Linked DNA regions of Anas platyrhynchos: region 1 is linked to region 2. A link is a contact called in public Hi-C data. All regions are on one chromosome and are shown on one strand. Each heading gives the region's core, a stretch centred on a gene start, on an enhancer-like site or on the middle of the called end of the contact. The rest is flanking DNA. Distances are from core to core; before and after follow the strand shown. Region 1 overlaps LOC110352930 (a long non-coding RNA gene). Region 2 overlaps LOC140002576 (a long non-coding RNA gene).

Evidence for each region. A called contact is a pair of places that touch in the nucleus more often than the background predicts.
Region 1: a contact with region 2 is called in a Hi-C map of F1 follicle, with 2.2 times the contacts expected there. The contact joins two enhancer-like sites. A contact is called at or near these places in 2 of 8 Hi-C or Micro-C datasets (F1 follicle and small yellow follicle).

What each region holds. Positions count from the first base shown.
Region 1 is chr5:11,951,610-11,954,712 of IASCAAS_PekinDuck_T2T, reverse strand. All of the region lies in intron 12 of LOC110352930 (a long non-coding RNA gene), which reads right to left. Among named protein-coding and RNA genes, the nearest start is that of DIO3, 160 kb to the right of the region's middle. Within about 2 kb of position 1,477, at least 2 of the 8 cell types and tissues checked have an H3K27ac peak or open chromatin away from gene starts, as enhancers often do. A contact at or near this core is called in F1 follicle and small yellow follicle, where this site is marked.
Region 2 is chr5:11,850,685-11,854,187 of IASCAAS_PekinDuck_T2T, reverse strand. It overlaps LOC140002576 (a long non-coding RNA gene), which reads left to right. Exons shown (of 3, transcript XR_011809502.1): 2 at 3,315-3,394. Among named protein-coding and RNA genes, the nearest start is that of DIO3, 63 kb to the right of the region's middle. Within about 2 kb of position 1,852, at least 4 of the 8 cell types and tissues checked have an H3K27ac peak or open chromatin away from gene starts, as enhancers often do. A contact at or near this core is called in F1 follicle and small yellow follicle, where this site is marked.

The DNA of each region.
Region 1 (3,103 bases), core at 228-2,727, 100 kb before region 2:
AGAAAGGCCTAACCTTGGATTTTATTTCTGTGTGCTCTCACTAGTGTCCCATAGTAAACTGAACGGCAATGCGGATTATATAGAGGATTTTAAAGGAAAAGCAATTACAGTGTTTTAGAAATATTTCAGTAAAAGGGTCCTGATAACAGAATTTCTCATTAACATCACACTTTGGAGAAAAATGGAGCAAGTCAACTAAGAGACAGGAAACCTGCTACTGTTACATTATTTGGGTTAATTATGTGAAACACAACTGTTATGTTATAGAGTAGATCAATCTCCCGTATTTAACAAATGAGGTTTATCACACATAGTTCTGAAACACACTTGGATGAAGATTAAGTATCCAAAAGGCTACTATGCTTTGCCAATACACACAGAATCATGTTGGACTGCCCAATGTATCATGAGTGTTATTAAAAGAAACCAAATACTTTAAGAACATTTTAATAGTGTTCTTTTTTGATTTTGGGTGGAAGGGGAGATTGTTCTTTTCCTTTTCAGGATTATTTTTCCTAAATACATTTCTAAATCCTACTTCATTTTAACTACAGCCTTGTAAACCCTTTGTGTGTTTCTGTCTCTCTCAAGTCTATGTAAGCACTTTTATATCTCTCCTTCCAACAAGGATTTTGCTGTATTGCTCCTTTTTGTTCTTTCAGAAATCAAGCCTCTTTGCCCACAATTTGGTGAACTTCTCCTGTCCACACCCAAGTCCACTGCTGCAGGCAGCACAAGGACTTCAGAATTAATAACCTATGAAAAAAAATGAATGAGGCAATTTCCAACTCACTAAGCTTTAAAGTTCTTTGCTTATTCCAGCAGATATCTCTGTACTAGATTCATTCATGCCAAATATTCAGCTTTTCTCTGTAATAATGATAATAACAAAAATATTTAAATATAAATTCCAAAATTCTGACATCACTGAGACTGTTCAAGCTGGAGCCAGGACCTTGACTTGGTCTGGAGCTTGACACCCGTCAGTCACTTTGAGAAAAAGGACATACCCCCTCTGCACAGCCCTCCAGTACAGCTACATAGTTGACATGTTTTCAAGCACCTCAGTGTAAGAAGTAGTGGTTAAGCCCAAAGTTTCAAGAATTTCACTAAAGAATGTACCAGTATCTGGTTATGCAAAGGCCTTTGGTTAAAGAATACATAAACTCCAAATACCACTGGGGCTTGTGGGTTGAATTTTTGGGGGTTTTGAGTTTAGGAATTTAAGTTGCATCTTACTGTGAGAAAAGAGAAAGCAAAAACAACTGAGAAATGGTATTAGTCCACTAAAAACTCAGAGCCATATGCTGTTATGCCACAATAATAAATAAGAGGCTTGCGTAGGACAGAAAGACACACTGTGACCTCCTTTCCACTAATTATCACAAAGCAATTTTGCTGAATTTTTACACTTTCCTATCTTCACACTTAGTACACTGCACCCGTATAGTTCCCCTCATTATCTAGGCTCAAGGTTGATAACTAATCAGTCCAAGTTCTGATCTGTCTAGGTGTTTCCCATCAAAGTTAGTAGTCACATGCCAGAAGATGAAAGGATTTTCTTTTAAAAAATCCTTTTTAATTTTGTCGCAAGTCAATGCATGGTCTACATATCCTGTGATGTTACTACACAGAATAGGGCAAGACAGGATCCTTTAAGCCTGAGATGCATATAGCAACATTTTAGGCTGTAAATGATTCAGAGGTGTTACAGGAAAGGCATTTCCTGTAAGTAACACTATAAAAAAGTGGTTCTATAAAAGGCATTAACAAAACAACAGAGTGGAAGCGGTTGACCTACTGGGCGGTGTAACATGAAGATGGCATGAAGCCAAGAGCACGAGACAGCTGTGTAGCACATTAGAAAGCAGGACATTGAGCACCAAGATGTCTTTATAAAAACCCAGGCAGAGGTTTGGTTGTGAAGAGGTTCGGTTGTGAAGAACTTCAGCTGCATAGGTGAGAAAGCTAAATGTAGTATTGTCGACTGAGTAAGCACTAGCTGATGGAGAGGAATTCCAAGACCTGATCTAACACCCTGTAAAGTTAAGGGAGTGCCTATACTGACCAGGCTCCACATTTAGAGGATGAATAGTGAGCCCTGCAGTGAAATCTGACACCAAGAGAGTCAAGTAAACTCTATCCCTATCAATAGAAGTGTTGTTGTTCAATGAAAATGAAAACATGCTGGGGATGTTTCTTACACAAATGCTTGTTACAAAAAGTTTCATGGTCTATCGTGTACATGCACTGAAATATGCAGGCAAACACAGACATTCATTACATAAACATCTTTAAGGTAATGTGGATGCATGCCTAGCTCTGAAGGGTACAGTCTGTGTTTTCTCCACTGACCTAATTCTGATCCATCTATGTTTAATGTAGCCCACCGCAGCAATTCATTTCTTTAGTTGCTAAGTACATGGATAAATGTTGGCTTTTCCTAAATTGCTGCAGAAGGTAAAATCATGATTTTTCAGGAGGAAAAGAGGTTTCTCTTATGTAAACTTATTTTCTTAGCAGGCAATTGAAAACATGTTTTAAATATCTTTGTCTTCTTTTTTTTAAAAAAAAAAAAAAAACAGCAGCTGTTTTTTGGATGAGCTGCACTGTTTATTATTTTCTTAAAATGCCCAAGCCATGAAACTCATTTAACCCCTTGAGGAGTGACACAGAAATGACATGATGTGCATCATACATCAAATAAATGGTCACTCCTGCTGCTCTTTAGACATCTGGGGCTTAATTTGCAATTATTTGCATTCATAAAGCAAAGCTATACAATAGAAATGGGAACACATCTCTTATGTTGATTCAGAATTAATTTTCAAAGGGTGACATGCACCATAAATCCTATTGCGTGATTACTATAAACATGCAAACAAAAGAATGAGGAACAGCGTTGTCTGCTAATGGATGTTCAGTTATGAATTTCAATTGTTACAACATGTGATTAATTTACATGTTCAAATTAAGTCTCCATTTATGCATGTTTAATTATGAGGTATTTAAAAGCATGGATGGGTATGTTTGATCATAAGCAGCATTTAGGAAAAAGTTTGGCACTTGTAATTTGTTTGTCCTGGTTTAAAATGTTCTCATT
Region 2 (3,503 bases), core at 603-3,102:
CCTCAGAGCATCCCAGTGCACCCCTCAAGCTCCTGTCCAGCTCCTTGACCCCACATGCTAGGCACCATCTGACTGGCTTGCTAATCAGCTGCATCTGACACAGGAGCAGCACCTGTGTGGGTGGGATGGTGTGTGCTTGCAGGAGATGCAACTACCGGGCAGGGTCTGTCGCCCCCATACTGTAATCCCATGTTGTGGCTCAACAACAGCAAGTGAAGGGAGGAGGCATCCCTACCCTGTGGGGCAATTGTGCAGTTCCTTTCCAAATGGGCTGCCTCCATGCCCATCAAGCTGTATTATTACCACTTAATATATGTGTTTACTGCTCTTTTCAGTTTTACAGGGAACCTGGGGACAACAATTCCTGACCTGAGATACTACAACAGAGTAGCAATTGTCATTCACCCTTAGTTACTTGCAGAGGTTGTTGGTCCCTTTTTTCTTTTTCTTTCCTTTTTTTTTTTTTTTTTTTAACGATGAGTTACAGGAAAAAACACAGTACAGCATGTCTTTCCAATGAATTGGGTATTGCTCCTGCAATATTCCTGCTATGTATTGCTCACATCACACCTATGACCGCTGTGTTGTGTGGCACACAGCTGATACCCAGCTGCCCCGTCTTTTCCTGAGAGCCTGCAACATAGCAGCAGTGACAGGAGGCAGCATCTCAGTCATACTGGGTAGACATGCTTGTAGCATCTTCTGCTATTCTGATGGTGATTTTTGAGGAACCCACCCGGTATATTGCCTCAAGCTGCATCTCCTCAGCACAGGCTTCAAGCAGAGAGCTGTGCAAAACCAGGCTTCTCTGTGAGAGTGAATCCACCACTCTTCCCTGCTCCCCTGAGGATGATTTATCTTGCTACTGCTGCTCTTTGGGAAATTGTCTCTCTCCCACTATTCCTATCAACTACTCTCACACCAATTTAGGCACCTAGCACCAGTGACTGTCCTAAATTTCATCAGTCTCTGGTTGTCTTGTTTTAGAATCTTCTGTCCCAGAAGTCTCTTCTTATCAGATACAGGGATCTGGTGTATCCTCTGTCAAACTGTTATGGAGCATTTGTACTCTGCAAAACAGCTAGTGAATACTTCACCCTGTATATCAGTGCCAAATTCAGTGGTTCTTGTGGAGATCATGACAGTCAACTTGTAAAGCTGTTTGGGGTCTGTCTGTAGGTAATGTGTTATGCAAATGCTGCTGTCTACTGCTGCTTCCCTGAGGTTAAACAATATCTGCCTGGATGTGTTCCCTTACCCTTTCCTCCAGACATACCTCTGGCTCCGTCGCTCTGCCCTGGGGAAGCTGAGACCATGCTGCAAGTGCCAGCAGAGTGAATACACATAGGATTAAGACTGTTAGCCACTGCAGCATGTCACTTCTGCCTGCAGCTTACTAAAGCAGAAAAGTCTTGTGGCTGATATGTCCTCCACTTCACTGGGTTACATGACACATGCCAGAAAATGTGTCAACCTACTCCCCATCTCCTCAGCATTATTAGCCCAGGGAAGGAAACACAGCCAAAGAACTTGCACACAGCTTTGACAGGTTCTGCCTAATCCACCCACACAATGACATTTCTTATGCTAAGTGCCAGAGTGGTGCAGGGAGGCCACAGCCTGTATCAGCTGCTGGCAAGTCAAAGTTAGTTTCATGGTGGTTATGTTTAAGAGAGAGACTGACGTTACATTAAGAAGTCTTCGCCTCCTGCAGTGCAGTGCTCAGAGAATGACATCAAAAGCCTTCCTAATTCACCCCCCGGGTCATTTGATTATAGGCATGGCACAGTGCTGCACTGCCCCAGGAGCCCGTGAGTCACAACGACATCCATGACTATCCCCTTATTCCATGGAAGGAAGTAATGTGCTTGGAGCATAAAACAACCAGGAGTAGATTACATCCTTCCTCGTGTCAGTTTAGCCCTGCCAGCTGCTGGGGGAGGCACCAGAGAGGCGAGCGCAGCCTCTTGTTTCCCAGCCTTGCTCCTCCCCACCCCGACCTCAGGGAAGCTGTTCCTCCCCACGCTGGGATATGCTGTGTGGGCAAACCCCACGAGAGGGTTTTGCTCAGCCAGGTGAGGAAGAGAATGCTCCAGCTCTCTTCTCCAATGTGGTAGAGAGTTATGTCACATACCAAAATGTCAGTCTCCCCTCCAACAGGAAAGGCATACCTGTCACAGAAATACTGTGTTTTCTCCTCCCTTGGCATTCATCCTTGCAATTAGTCTATCTGTTTCTGATTTATTTATTTTCAGGCTGTCTTCTGCACCCTTGCTCCCTTGCTTGGGCACATGGGGCAAACCACAGACTTGCCCTTAAACTACACAGAGAAGAAAAATCAGAAACAGACTAACCACATGAATCAATAGCGAGGGACAGAAAACACATGATTGGATGCTGCAGTTCCCCTCAGAGATCCATCTGTCTTCAGATGTGATGTAACTGGGCTCACGTACCACATCTGCAAAGGGGGTAACACATCCCTTTTCATAACCTGACTTGCAGGGTAAAAGTGTGCTAGCTCAGAGAAGCCAAGGGATGTTTAAAAATCATTTCAAAACAAGATAGATAGTCTATGTTCATGGAGCTAAAGCAATTGCTTCCTAGTCTGAAGTGACTCCTGTCAGCGTTATTGTTTCTTTCTGGAATTTCAGCTTGGATTTGGCAGAAGTTGAGAAGCAAAGGCACACAGAGAACTGCTTGTGGGAATCAAGTGTCTCTGTGTGCATGGGCCAATCCCTTTGTGAACAAACACCTGTCACTGGGCTGCTGGGTTACATGGTGGTACAAGATGACAGTCAAAGCTGACTGTGTGGGCTCACACCTATGAGGCAAGGCAATTTTAGAATACAAACTACTGTTTTTCCTACAAATAAACACAACTGCATAACAAACCACGCCTCATAGTGCCATTAAAATGCATGTATTATATTCTTAACTCTTCCTTATTTGTCTCCTAAAAGCATCATTGTTTGGGAGGGAGTATCAAGACACTAATAAAAAATAGATGAGCCATATAAGAAATGAGTGCCAAGCAGATGAGCATATATAGTTTCATGCATTTCCAGAATGTAGGAACTCTGATAACATCGTGATTAGAGTCAATACACTTGGTACAGCATCACACAAGTGTACACAGCTGCCTGTCCTTTACTAATATCTTATTTTATACCCCATGGTTCTGCAGCCCTTCATCAGGTGAATGGTGCAAAGTAGTTCACATGATAGATCAGACAAGAAAAACCCTCCAGATAGACTTCTCTATTTGTTTCTGGCTAGGAAGATTAAAGCTCTCCTTCTTTTGGAATCAACAGAAATACAGATGCAAAAGCAAGACACGGGTAAATGAGAGAATTGTTGTTCCTGCAAGCAGAGCATCCTGTCTTCGAAACAGGTGAGTACTCCCAAACTTTCAAAATGTTTCATTGCCCTGCAGATAGATCATAGATCTAACCCTTCTCCTTCCCAGAAACTTTCCAGCATTTTGAGATGTAATAGAAGCA